Regions from separate parts of the Mus musculus genome. Here region 2 is linked to region 1. Evidence: chromatin contacts called from public promoter capture Hi-C data. All regions are on one chromosome and are shown on one strand. The core of a region is the stretch at or near the end of the contact, and the rest is flanking DNA. Distances in the headings are between cores, read along the strand shown.

The links. Capture Hi-C pulls out chosen DNA fragments and counts their contacts.
Region 2: a contact with region 1 is called in a promoter capture Hi-C map of liver. The contact joins the promoter of Gne here to the promoter of Ccin in region 1. A contact is called at or near these places in 1 of 39 promoter capture datasets (macrophages), 1 of 15 datasets of contacts at CTCF or cohesin (CD8 T cells), 1 of 484 Hi-C or Micro-C datasets (regulatory T cells), 5 of 115 datasets of contacts at active chromatin or transcription factors (CD8 T cells, the SCID.adh cell line and embryonic stem cells) and 3 of 9 other capture datasets (adipose tissue, liver and pancreatic islet).

The regions. Positions count from the first base shown.
Region 1 is chr4:43,979,961-43,987,040 of GRCm38.p6, forward strand. Ccin (calicin) reads left to right here and starts at 3,544. Exons shown (of 1, transcript NM_001002787.2): 1 at 3,544-5,573. The coding sequence starts at 3,635. The coding sequence ends at 5,401.
Region 2 is chr4:44,070,251-44,077,330 of GRCm38.p6, forward strand. It overlaps Gne (glucosamine (UDP-N-acetyl)-2-epimerase/N-acetylmannosamine kinase), which reads right to left and starts at 2,467. Exons shown (of 12, transcript NM_001190414.2): 1 at 2,112-2,467.

The sequences.
Region 1 (7,080 bases), core at 2,294-4,793:
AGCCAGCGAGCAACACTGGCTGAGCAGATGGGCACAGGCACACCCACCTTCCCTTGCAAATTCTGACAGTCTCACAGAGTAGCCCTGGCTGTCCCAGCACTTGCTAGGTAGTAGACTAAGCTGACTCCAAATTGGCAATTCTCCTGCCCTGGGCTCATTCCTTTTTTAACTGTAAAGAACATTTTATTGATCAGGCATAGGGGTGCACACCTTTAGTTTCAGCCGAGGCAGAGGCAGACACAGATGGTTCTCCATGAGTTCCAAGCCAGCCTGGGATACCTAACAAGTTCTAGAATAGGCAGGGCTACATAAAGAGACCCCGTGTTGTAGGTGTCTTATTACTGTGGTAAAACACCTTGACCAAAAGCAACTTAGGGAGGAAAGGGCCCTTGCATCTTACACTTCTCGTAGCAGTCCCTCACTGAGGAGGGCAGGGCAGGAATTTAGAGGCAGGAACTCAAACAGTCCACGGAGGAGTGCTGTCTACTGGCTGCCCAAGGATGACACCAGCAGCGGTGAGCTGGGCCCTCCCCCACTGATCCTGAGTCAAGCAACACCTACCTCCCAGACTTGCATACAGGCCAATATGAGGTTATTTTTCTCAGCTAAGGTTCCTTCTTTCCAGATGCATCCATGTCAACCAAAACACCATCTCTAAACAAAACAAAACTGCATATAGAGTGTGCAGGTGAGGGGACAACTTTGTGGGCTCACCGTGTCCGACTACCTTTGTGTGGGTTCCAGGAGTTGAATTTGGGTGGTCAGGCTTGCTGGGCAGGCATTCTGCCTACAGAGCGACCTCAGCAGCAACTGTGCAAACACCTCTTTTTGTTTGTTTGTTTGTTTGTTTGTTTGTTTTTTAATCTCAAGTAGTCCAGGCTGGCCTAGAACTTAAAGACTATATATCTAAAGGGGACCTTGAACTTCCAATCATCCTGCTCCTATCTCTTGAGTGCTTGGATTAGAGGCATGGCTCACTATACCAAGTTGGCATGGTTCTCAGGATCCAACCTACCGCTCTGTGCGTGACAGGCACGCATTCTACCCACTGAGCTTTGTCCCCGGCCCAGTTTAATGAGCTTTTACATTTTTAACTTTGAGACAGTCTACTATGTTGCCCCAGGCTGGCCTAAATTTAGGCCTTCCGAAATCTGAGACACATATGGACTACCGCACCCCCACTATTTGTTTAATTTTAAGGTCTACACATGTGGAGCACCACACCCCAATTTTTGTTTTGTTTTAAGGTCTATGTTGCCCAGGCTGACCTTAAACTTTTGAGCTCAGAGTCCCTCCTGCTTCTGCCTGCCGAGTAATGGGATTCTTTGAGTCTTGAGTTTGTTGAGGATGGGAGCTTTGCAACTAAGACCTAAGACCGGAAACTGTGGCAAATGCTCTCCGGTTGAACAAGCCTCTTCTCTCCAGGCCTTAGTCAGGTCTGTCAGATCCTCCCAGACCTCCATGATCTCCAGCTGGAGGCATACGGTGAGTGAGCTCATTTCTGTCCTGGTGCTCTGGGATCTGATGACCTTCTGCTTCCGGTAAATGTCCCAGGAAGTGGGGTCTGACAGTCAGGATGCCACTGGATTCAGGCATCCTTATCAGACTCACGATGCTTCCTCTGGCCAAGTGGCCCCTGTTTCTCAGGTGATGAGACCTGGAGAAGCGTGCAGAGCTGAAATTCCCTGAGAGAAAGAGAGACAGAGACACACACACAGAGAGAGAGACACACACAGAGAGAGAGACAGAGAGAGACAGAGAGAGAGACTAGGTAGTGGGGAACTGAGCTCAGCCACATAGGGAGTTCTTTGAAGTGGGGCTGGAACCTAAGTACCCCAAGCAGGGGGACAGAAGTTCTAACCCCTTCACAGGCATCACATCCAAAGAGACTATCTGCCCCAGAAGTCAGGTATCAAGATGTGTAACTTCACTATTAAAGTATAATTGTTTAAAAAAAAAAAAAAAACAAAACTTCAATTAATCCTAGCACCTGAGAGGCAGAGACAGGTAGATCTCTTGAGTTCAAGGCCAGCCTAGTTTACATAGAGGTTCCAGGACAGCCAAGGCTACCCAGAGAAACCCTGTAACAAAAACAAACAAGCAAACAAACAAACTTTAAATTACCAAGTTCCTAGATAAGGAAAAGGCTAGGTGTGGGATGGAAAGATGAATGAGAATCCAAGCCAGCAAGAGGGCTGGAGAGTGGTGGGTATGGAGCTGACAGTCACTCTGGGAGGGGCGTTCAGGAGGACCAGAAGGTCTGGAGTGAGGCTTGGAGCCCACAGTGGAGATGGGGTCTGCAGTCAGGTCCTCCTGACCAGTACAAGTGACCATATGGCACGGTTCTTCCTAAGAGGTCCCAGGGTGGCTTTGGTCATACACCATTGCCGGGCTCTGTCCACATCTGTAAAATGAGAACAGGTGTGGGTCTGCCACACTGTGAGCCCCGGGTCCAGACGTATGAGTTTCAGAGTCGCTCCTACACAAAGGAGCCCTAGGCGGGACAAAGCAGGCAGAAAGGGACGCCCCGGGGCGGGTGAGTTTCCTCTCTACGCCATTGGAGAAGCTGAGCACGGAGGCGGCGTGCTTCTGGCCAGGAGGTGACCCTGCAGCGCCACCGTGCGGCCGAAGCAGGCTCCTATAACCCGTCGAGGGCTTCGGGGATGCCCACAGCTGTGGTTATATCAACTAAGAAACAAGAACTGGCATTTATTGGAACGTTTGCTGTAAGCTAAGCGCTGTGCCTGCTGCACTTTGAAGCGAGTATTCTCATCTCACAGAAGAGGAATCTGAGGCCTGAGTGAACTGGTCTAAGAAACTCGGAGTGGAGAGGCCGAATCAGGCATTTCCCCAGCATTTTACTAGATACTTGGAAACCTGGTATGGGAAGTTTCCAAACCTGGTATGGGAGGTTGGAAACCTGGTACTGGCGTTTCCAAGTCCTCCCATCTTCCTAGGGCTGGCTGGCCCCTCCATTTCTGCTCCAGTGAGTGTCACCCACTTCTCCATGAAAACTGTATTCTGACTACAGAGATCAGAAGCCAGAGGGTTTGTCTTCTCAGACGTCCAGGAACCTTGGTAGAAAAAAGGGCCTTCAGGGCCTAAGAATTGAACCATGAAAACTGTCTGGTCCCCACTTCCTGAAGGGGTGAAAGGGTTGTAACGCCCCACACTGTGGGAGTTCCAGGTTTGCTCTGCCTCTAACTGCCTCTGTGACAGGGGGAGTCCTTCCTCAGCAGGACTTCAGCCTTCTGGTTAAAAGGGAGGCTTCTAGATCATGGTAACCTCTCCTCCCACCCTAAATTTTCCCTCTCCACAGCTGCTCTCTGCCCCACCCAAACCAGTTCGAACATTCCCGGCGAAGCCGAGGACTGTGACTTGAAAGGCCCAGGGGGACACCGTGGCCCCATTCCAGAGCTTCCTCTGAAGCTCTGGGGAGAGAAAGGCCTGGGGGCGGGGAGGGGGCTACATTATGATGACCTCATCCATTCTATGACGTCACCCTCTCTCCCACGCCCACTCCTCTCTGGTCAGCTGCTCTGCAAACAACCATCAGTACAAACCCCAAAGGCCTGGAAAAGTCTGCCCTCCGGTACCTGCTACGAATCTTCTGTCTCGGCCAACAAGAAGCACCATGAAACTGGAATTCACAGAGAAAAACTACAACAGCTTTGTGCTGCAAAACCTGAACAAACAGAGGAAGCGTAAAGAGTACTGGGACATGGCCCTGACTGTGGACCATCATGTCTTCTTCGCACATCGCAACGTGCTGGCTGCCGTCTCTCCACTAGTGAAAAGCCTCATCTCCAGCAACGACATGAAGACCACCGATGAACTCTACATCACCATCGACCCCAACTACCTGAGCCCAGCCACGGTGGACCAGCTCCTGGATTACTTCTACAGCGGCAAAGTGGTGATCTCAGAGCAGAACGTGGAGGAGCTGCTCCGGGGCGCACAGTATTTCAATACCCCACGCCTTCGGATTCACTGCAATGACTTCCTTATTAAGTCTATTCGCCGCGTCAACTGCTTGCGCTACCTCTTCTTGGCTGAGCTGTTCGAGCTCAAAGAAGTATCAGACTTGGCCTACTCTGGCATTCGTGACAACTTCCACTTCTGGGCCAGTCCCGAGGGCTCTATGCACTTCATGCGCTGCCCACCCGTCATCTTCGGTCGCCTGCTCCGGGATGAAAACCTCCACGTGCTCAACGAGGACCAGGCGCTCAGCGCACTCATCAGTTGGGTGTACTTCCGGAAGGAGGAGCGGGAAAAATACTTCAAGAAGTTCTTCAATTACATCAATCTCAATGCGGTCTCCAACAAGACGCTGATGTTTGCCAGCAACAAGCTGGTTGGCTTGGAGAACAACTCTGCCCACGCGACCTTGATCGAAAGTGTCCTGATGGACCGCAAGCAGGAGCGCCCGTGCAGCCTGCTGAGCTACCAGCGGAAAGGGGCCCTGCTTGACTCGGTGGTCATCCTGGGTGGCCAGAAGGCCCACGGTAAGTTCAACGATGGGGTGTTTGCCTATATCATCCAGGAGAACCTGTGGCTGAAGCTCTCAGAGATGCCATACCGGGCAGCCGCGCTCAGTGCCACTGCTGCTGGCCGTTACATCTACATATCCGGTGGCACCACTGAGCAGATTTCAGGACTGAAGACAGCGTGGCGGTATGACATGGACGACAACTCCTGGACCAAGCTACCTGACCTGCCCATTGGGCTTGTCTTCCACACCATGGTGACCTGCGGGGGAACAGTTTACTCAGTGGGTGGGAGCATTGCCCCACGCCGGTACGTCTCTAACATTTATCGCTATGATGAACGCAAGGAAGCCTGGTGCTTGGCGGGGAAGATGAGCATCCCTATGGACGGGACAGCAGTCATCACTAAGGGTGACCGGAACCTGTACATTGTCACTGGGCGATGCCTGGTGAAGGGCTACATCTCCCGGGTCGGTGTAGTGGACTGCTTTGACACCTGCACGGGGGAAGTGGTCCAGTGTATCACCTTCCCCATCGAATTCAACCACCGGCCCCTGCTCTCGTTCCATCAGGACAACATCCTTCGTGTACACAGCCACCGGCAGAGCGTGGAAATCAACTTACAGAAGATCAAGGCCAACAAGTCGACAACCTCAGTACCTCTGTTGCCCAACAGTTGTCCCTTGGATGTATCCCATGCTATCTGCTCCATTGGAGACAGCAAGGTATTTGTATGTGGGGGTGTCACCACAGCCAGCGATGTCCAGACCAAGGACTACACCATCAATCCTAATGCTTACTTGCTGGACCAAAAGATAGGTGAATGGCAGACCCTTGCCTGCCCACCTGAGGCACTGGACTGTCCTGCCTGCTGTCTAGCCAAGCTGCCTTGCAAGATTCTTCAAAGAATTTAAACAACTTTTTAAGTGGGAGAATAAGTAAATGCATTATTATTCACAATTTAATGACAGAAAGCAAGGGAGGAATGTGACTTTGGATTCCTTTTAGTGGGGGGTCAATGCTTGGGGCTACACATGTTCCTGATGGATAGGATTCAGGGTTAATATCTCAATGGAGGTAACTAGCAGAGATGGGGTCTCTGGTTGGTGGTCTACAGTGGGTAGATTAATTAATTAACTAGTTAATTAATTTTGTTATTCCAGCTCTGGAGGTCTCTAAACTGAGTCAGGAAAAACAATCCTTGGTGGTTGTGGGATTGAAGTTCCTCCCAGACTCTGGGCTAGGGGATGTTTGAGTGGTGCCCCCCCCCACCCCCAATCCCTGTAGTCACCTCTCAGGGATCTGCTAGCATAGTAATCTCTGCTCAGAGTAGTGATGGCATGGGCTCTTCCAGCATGTGTTTGCTTCAGGTCTTCTTGGGAGACAGGAAAGGACCTCTCCTAAGCCCAGGAGAGTAGCCTTGTAGGCTGGGGAGGAAGGAGGTGTGTGGGCAAGTCCAGGGACAAGCAGGGTCGATGGCCTGTTGTATTTGTGTCACCTAGGGTGGTTTATGTCTCATCTCGGGGGAAGTTGAGGATTACTTACAATGGTCACTGCTTCTAGTTGGAGAGGTTCACGGAGAACGTTCTCAGGAATGTGAGGTTTGAATCAGGGGTGGACAAGCTACAGTAAAGGGAGAAGAAAGAAATCCAGATCAGTAGTGGAGTGAAGCTGTAATGGGGATCGGGAGGTAAACTCGGGTACCAGCTCAAGAACCCACTAGCTTATCCTGGGCAAATTAACTTATATCTCTGTGCCTTCATTTCCTCTTCGGTAACAGAGATATGGTGAGACCACCTAACTAATAGTGTAAGTGTGGAGTCTTACTGAGTGGAATGCCCAGGACAGATAGTCCCCTGCATGCACTGTGCTGAGGACACCCCCCCCACCCCACCCCCCACACACACACGACTTCTGTCACAGGATCCTATTCTGTAGCTCAGACCCCTTGGGAACTCACTGTGTAGCTGAGACTGGCCCGGAAGGATGACCCCCTGCCTTTACCTAATGCCTCTTTTGTAGCTTCTAGTGCTGGGATCACAGGTGTGTGCTCCCACATCCAACTCAGAATTACCCTGTTAAAGGATAAGCCTTGCTCCATCCAAAGATTTCCAAGATCCATTGCTTCAGGATGCCACTGAAGGGTAAAACCTGGTGTCGAGAAAGTCCTCTTATAGAAACCAATTACCTAAAGAATCCCCAGTGTTTTTCTAAATTTCTCCTTTAGATAACAGGTATAAAGTCTGGAATTCAAAATTGGAATATTTTGGTCCAAATTGTATTATTCAGAAATGCAATAGAATTGTTTTTTAAAAGCTTTATGAGAAATAATTTATACTCCCTATAATGAACTTATTTAAAATATACAGCTTGGTGGGACAAGTTTCTCCTGCCTATAATCTCAGCAGTCAAGATGAGCCAGGCTTACACAATGAGTCTCAGGCCAGGCTGGGCTGCAGGGGGAGTCCCTGGTTCAGAAGGGGCTGAGGGCTGGAGAGACAGCTCAGTGGTTAAGAGCACTGGCTGCTCTTGCAGAGGATCCAAGCTCCATTCTCAGCACCTACATGGTGGCTCACAACCACCTGTAACTCCA
Region 2 (7,080 bases), core at 1,217-3,716, 89 kb after region 1:
GAAAACGGAGACAGGCACGGAGACTCTTGACTTAGGAACTGACACTGGGGAAGAGGGCCTAAGACACACAGACCCCAACCATTGTGCTTTCACAAACAGGAGCAACAAAAATCAGAAACTTGACCAAATTGTTATCTGTTCTGCGTGAAATAGTCCTAAAGGGACTTTTGTTTTGTTTTGTATTTTTTGAGACAGGGTCTCTCTACATAGTCTTAGCTGTCCTGGGATTTTTTTTTTTCCCACAGACCATGCTGGCCTCAAACTCACTGTGATCTGCCTGCCTCTGCTTCCTGAGTGCAGGGATTAAAGACTTGAACAACTAAAGACACATTTTATGGTGCAGATAGTGAGCAGCATCTTCACGGTCACTATCAGATGCGGAATGTGACAAAGTGGACTTAAACCATTTGAAGGAAATTTAGGTTTCATAAAGCACAAGGCAAAGCAAGATAAAACTTGCTTCTTTACCTAGTGGAATGTTAACCAAAAATGAAAATTGATCAACTGTATCTATATTTGCCAGTGGATACTGTGTATCCCCATACAAAAGTCTGAGGTCCCAAACATTGCAAAATGCAAACGAATAACACGGGAGCCAGTGAAATGGCTGGCTGCATGGGTAAAAGCGGAGGCCAGAGGGCAAGTTCCAGCATCAGGCCACTGGAGAGTCAGGAATGGGGTTCAGACAGACAAGGAGCACAGGGGCACGCTTCTGTAAGATCTGGTATGAGTGACAGGAACACAACAGCAAACACCCAAACAAACAAAAACAAGCAGAAAGGAAAGGCCACCCTTGGGCCGGAGGACCAGACAATTAGGGAAATGGGGTCTTATAAAATGCCCAACCCAGAGTCCACCTGCCAGAACTTCCAAGTCCGGGGGCCCATCCCATCCCACCAGGAGCTGTCAGCTTGCTTCAATAGAGCTTTTTACTTCACTTTCTCTGCCTTTGAGTCATCTATCAATTCTATGCCTGTCTCACACACAGAACAACCTCACCAGCTCTCCCCTACGTTTCTTTCACCTTGTTGGAGACAGGCTCTCTAAAAACAAAAACAAAAACAAACAAAACAAAACAAAAACAAAAAACAAAAAAACCCAAGGCTTCCGGATTGCTGTTATTACAGCTGCTCGAATTATAGGACCGGTTTTACTGGGTTTGGAGCACCCAAACTCAAGTCAAGTTTGAAGCGTTACACCAGCAGCAGCAGCAGCAGCAGCAGCAGCAATCTCCCTGGCTCCGAGAAATGGCAATGCTCACAAACTACATTCAACTCAATTGTGCTTTTATAAATGCTGCAAAAGGATAAGTGAATGTCCCAACCACGAGAAAGTATAAGCACACTTGTGCAAGCAGTCACCAGCAGAGAAACAACAGTAAAGTAAACGTTTGCTAAGTGCTTCCTCCAGCAGTGGGCTAACACGGCGTTAGACACGTTATTCCATCCTCATTTTCTCTACTATACAGACAGGGACACTGAGGTGTAGAAAAAAAAATCCACTTGATCTAAATCACAGTTAGTTAATGACTGATAGAACTTCAATTCAAAGCCAAGTCTAGATGACCTTCCTACACGCAGGTCACTGCCGCACACACCCTCTACCTTGTGTGTATATTCCACAAACATCCACGGGTGCAAACCTTTCCGGAGAACTTGAGACACTCCTTTCTTTCACTCAGAGCGGATGGAACTCACCGCAATAAAAAGGGAAGGGCTGTACAGAGTTCTCAGAACCCTGCTGCCCAGCTATAATAATTCAGTTTGATGTTCCTTCCAGAGCCCCTACAGTCGGGCTAAACCATTATCTTTACTGTGAAACCATTCCCCGCCGCCACACCCCTCCTATCGAGGTGCAAAGCCGATCTATTCTTTCCTCTAACAATTTTACAAGCCTGTTCAAGGACGGATATAAACGTCTATCAAATTTCCAAGGACACCGAGTGTCCAGACAGTCAGAGTTGGGCAAGCCTCCAAGAAGTCCCTCGGTGCAAACCCTCTCCCCACCTAGGCAGTGCTGGGCCCCCGCAGCTATCTCACGTCTCTGCCCAGGGACCCAGGGCCGTGCCGCCTGCTGCGTGCACGGATGGGCTGGACCCTGGCCAGGCCTACCTCTGCAAGCCCCGGTCCCCATTCACCCGCACGCTGAGTCTGACAGCTCCGGGATCCCACGCCGGAGCAACGCACCGGGCGGGAGAGGCGCCCTGCTGCGTAGAACCCGGACGCCCAGCGCGAGGCCCACAGCTGCAGCAGAGGTGCCGGAGCCTGGCACGATGCTCGTGAGTCACCGACTGACTCGTGGCCTCCGCCGGGTTAGTTCCCTCCGGCGCCACCTCGGCACTTGGCAGGCTCGCGTCCAGCGGGTCCACAGGGCAGGCCCCGGCAAGCGCACCCGGTGGCTTCCGCTACCCGGCGCCGCTCGACGACTCGGCGCTCGACCCAGCCCCAGCCATTGCTCCTGCATTCGCAACGCACACCCCGGCTCCCGCGGAGCGCCGAACGGTCGATCGCTCCGGCTCCGCCTGCACCGGGTCCCAGCCCCTCCTTGGCGTATTTCTGTTGGTCAGTCGTGTGGCGCACCTTCCGCTGTCGTGTCGCCTCTGGTAGTGGCATCCACTCGGTTTGCTGACCCTTATTCTCGCCTGAGGGTGTTCTCTCCTCTGGCAGAGCCCACAGTTAAGCCCGAGTTCTCCCACGAGATGGTTGTTTTAGCTTTGCACCCAAGCTGAGTGCCATCTCGTGGACCAAACTCCAAGGCAACTCAGTGTCGGTAGTCCTAGAGTGCACCCTGGAATTTAAGCTTTGCCACCCCTGCCACGAGGCTCTGGCTGAGTGCAGCGTGACAATACACATGCTAGTCAGCTCTGAGTTATCTGTCACTCCAGGGATCTAGGCAATTCTATTACCAAATTTGGGCCTCACAGTTTTTCCCCTTGAAGCCAAATTCTGTCACCTGTTCTCCATAAGTTAATGAGAACAGAGTTACTAGTAAAAAAAAAAAAAAAAAGCAAAAAAACGGAGGTTAATTCAATGTGGCCATGTTGGGAAGAGGGACAAAGATATCCAAAGACATATCCCCTGGATCCATTTTGGGACCTCAGATTTTAGGTTAAAATATATAGAGTTCGAGATGTGCACATCTAAGAGGTCCAGGGCAAGCTGTAGCCCACCTGTCACTGTCTGGACTCTAACTTCCCCAGCAAAGTGGCAGTCACAAATTGTCAGTCCCGTGTGAAGTCTCTTTTCAGCACCAGCATTCGGTCTTTTCCTTCTCTGAGTATGAGATTCTTGGGGAAAATTTCAGGGTTTTTTGAGGCCATAGTTTCAATAGTCTGATAGATTGAGGTACACAGACATCTCAAGAATATCTGCTAGACTAATTGCAGATCCAAGACCCAGGAAGGTGGGGAGCGGCCTGTGCTGCTAGCTCCTGATGAAGGTTGGTTTTGTTTTGTTTTTAAGATTTTATTTTAGCTTATTTTTATCATGTATATGGGGTAGGGGGGTGGGGCAGAGGATGTGTACACATTAGAGTGCACATGTCAAAGTCCAGAAGAGGGTAACAGATACCCTGGAGCTGAAGTTAGAGATCGTGGTGAACCTCCTGACATGGGTGACATTTCCCACAGCTAGGTGCAAGAGAATGAGAAGCTAGACAGTATTCTGAACAGCACAGCTGCACCTGTGTCTCAAACAACAACAAAAAGTCACAAGTGAAACTTTCAGATCTACTTTTTTAGGTTGTTTTTTTTTTTTTTTTTTTGAGACAGGATCTTACACTGTACCTAGCTGAAACTGGCACGGGATTGACTGTGTAGCCCAGACTGGTCTCAAGCCACGTCAGTCCTCCTGCCTCAGCTTCCATTGGGGGTTCTTGCTATAAGCTAAATGTGGACCCCATCAGACTTTTACAGCTTGTGGTCTATCTCAGTCAAGGATGAAGCTCTGGTTTGCATGGTATTAGTGTAGCCATGTTGGATCCTGCAAGGGTCATCCCATCATGAAAGGACAGACAATGAGTGGTTTTGTACACTGAGGTGACATTGTCTACCTTTCTGTCTGAGATCAGCAACCATCGATTTGTAAGTTGACCAGGTCACCATTCATGAATGCTCTGATAACACGTCAATTTCCAACACATTTCACATCATACTTTTTTTTTCTAAATACCATCTGAGCTGTTGGGTAGAGAATGGATTTGAATGGATTTGTTGAGAGTCAAGAGTTGGTTCCAGTGAAAATTCCACTGAAATAGATATGCAATTCATCTGGATGTAAAACTCATGAGACTTATTATTGACGGGTTATGAGTTAGAAATAAAGAATGGCTATATTTATAGCTTCCTAGCACTGATAACAAAGTGCTAGTACTCTTTTATCTTCCATATCTTACGCTTCCAGAGGTTGGGGTGAGCCCAGAATTTGGGGGAACCAACATACAGGCAGTAGCAGGGTATCTGCTCTTTGGAGGCTGAAGGAGAGAAGTCATTTCCTCACCCTTTCCTCGTGGAGACTGACGACACTCCTTGGCTTGTGAATATTCTCACAGCAAGACTTCCTGGCTGTGCCTCTCCTGCCTTCCTTTTACCTACAGAGACCCTTAGAATATTAAATTTGTGCCTAACTAGTAGCACAGGATAATCTTCCGGGCACAAAATACTTGATCACATCTGCACAATCTGTCTCCAAAAGAAGGGGTATGGATATTTCAAAAAGCCATTTATTCAGCCTGCCATGAGGGGTATAGAGTCATGGAAGATGGTCAAGAAAGGTATCTGGCTTTTAAAGTTACATGCTACATCATTACATAGGCAGTGTGGAAAGAAAGTTAAGACAAACTAACTTCAAGAACAATGTTTAGCTGAGCCTTGAGAGGCTGAGGCAGGCTGAGTGTCATGTTTGAAGTTAGTCTGGGTTTATATAGAGAGACCTTGTCTCATGAAAAAGACAAAACGAAGTAGCACACATATACACACAAGCCACACACACCTCACATGCACACAGACCACACACACACACACACACACACACACACACACCCAGTATTTGACAGGCAAGGTGGCTAAGCAGGTAAGTAAAGGCACTTGCAACCAAACCTGATCTGATCCCTAGGCCCCACATGGTTGTGAAAAGACTGATTCCCAAGGTCGTTCTCTGAACACTGTGACACATGTTCACATGTGAACACACATAAATAAAATATACTAAAATTGTTTAGGATAAAATATTTAATTTTTATTTTTATTTATCACAAAATCTAAAAATAAAAATCAAAAATAAAAAGGGGGGCAAAACAACAGACACTAAGGGCATCCAAAGAATCATTAGGTCATACTTTAAAAAATTACTTTACTCCACAAAATTGAAAAATCTGAAAGAAATGGATAATTTTCTCTATAGATACCACTTCTCAAAGTTAAATCAAGATCACACAAACAATTTAAATAGACCTATAACAACTAGTAAAGTAGAAGTAGTCATTCAAAATCTTCCAACCAAAAAAATGACCAGGGCCAGATGGTTTTAGTGCAGAATTCTACTAGATTTTTCCAAAAAGAGCTAACACCAATACTCCTCAAATTACTCCACAAAATAGAAACAGAAGAAACATTGCCACATTCATTGTATGAGGCCACAATCACCTGATATCAAAACCACACAAAAATTCAACAAAGAGAATTAGAGACAAATTTTTCTCATGAACATTGATACACAAGTACTCAATAAACTACTTGCAAATAGAATCCAAGAACACATAGAAAAGATTATCCACCATGATCAAGTAGATTTTATCCTAGAGATGCAAGGACTGTTTCATGCAAAAATCTGTCCATGCAATCCATCACACAAACAAACTGAAAGAAAAAAAACCAAACCTCATGATCCTCTCATTAGATACTGAAGACGCCTTCTACAAAATCCAACACAACTTAATGAAAAAAAGGCTTAAAGAGATTAGGGATAAAAGGGACGTACCTAAACATAATAAAGGCAATTTACAGCAAGCAAATAGGCAAGATCACATTAAATGAAGAGAAATTAAAAGCAACTCCACTAAAATCAGGAATAAGATAAGGCTGTCTACTTTCTCCATGTCTACACAATACAGTACTTGAAGTTCTAGCCAGAGCAACAACAGGAAAAATGAAGGAGATCTAGGGGATACAAATTAGAAAAGAAGAAATCAAGGCATCACTACTTGCAGGTGGTATGATGGTATAAGTGACCCCCAAGATTCTACCGAACTCCTACAGCTGATAAGCACCCTCAGCAAAGTGGCTGGATACAAAATTAGCTTTAAAAAATCAGTAGCCCTCCTTCATAAAAATGATAAATGGGCTGAGTAGGAAATCAGGGAAACACCACCCTTCACAATAGCCACAAATAAAATACCCACAGACACAGACATTACATCAGAGACGGGGCAGGTGGGGCATGAGGAGAGAATCCAGTGTCTGGCTTCTCTAGGATCCTGAACAGCTTTCTGGCTTTAGTCTACTTAGAAGTTGGATTTATTTCCCCCCTTTTCTGGGTGTTTTTTTGCAATGCTAGTCCTCTGCCACTATACCATTGTCTTGGCTCTGCTGTCAATCCATTTTTATCATTACAATAAATCCTCTTTTTCTTCAGATGCCTTTCCCTTGCTACCGTGCAACCAGAACATACAACAAAGCTGAAAGTCAGGAAGAACCCCCAAATTCATCATGTTGGTCCCCAACTCCAAATCACTGCGGATGGCTGCCTGGAAAACTATGTTGACCGTGACCCAGGACTGAATACAAATGAGATTGGAAAGAACATTTGTGTGTTGACAGAAGGGGCCCAAAGAGAGCCAGAGATGGCAGCATATATATTCTCTGTCTCTGCTTAGAGTCATGAAAAAGACAAAAAGACAATCAAGGAGAGAGGGGGAGGGGGGAGGGGGGAGGGGGAGGGGAGGGAGAGGGAGAGGGAGAGGGAGAGGGAGAGGGAGAGGGAGAGGGAGAGGGAGAGGGAGAGGGAGAGGGAGAGGGAGAGGGAGAGGGAGAGGGAATATGAATCAAATCAGCTGGACATAGTGGCTTAGGCCTATCTGGAATCC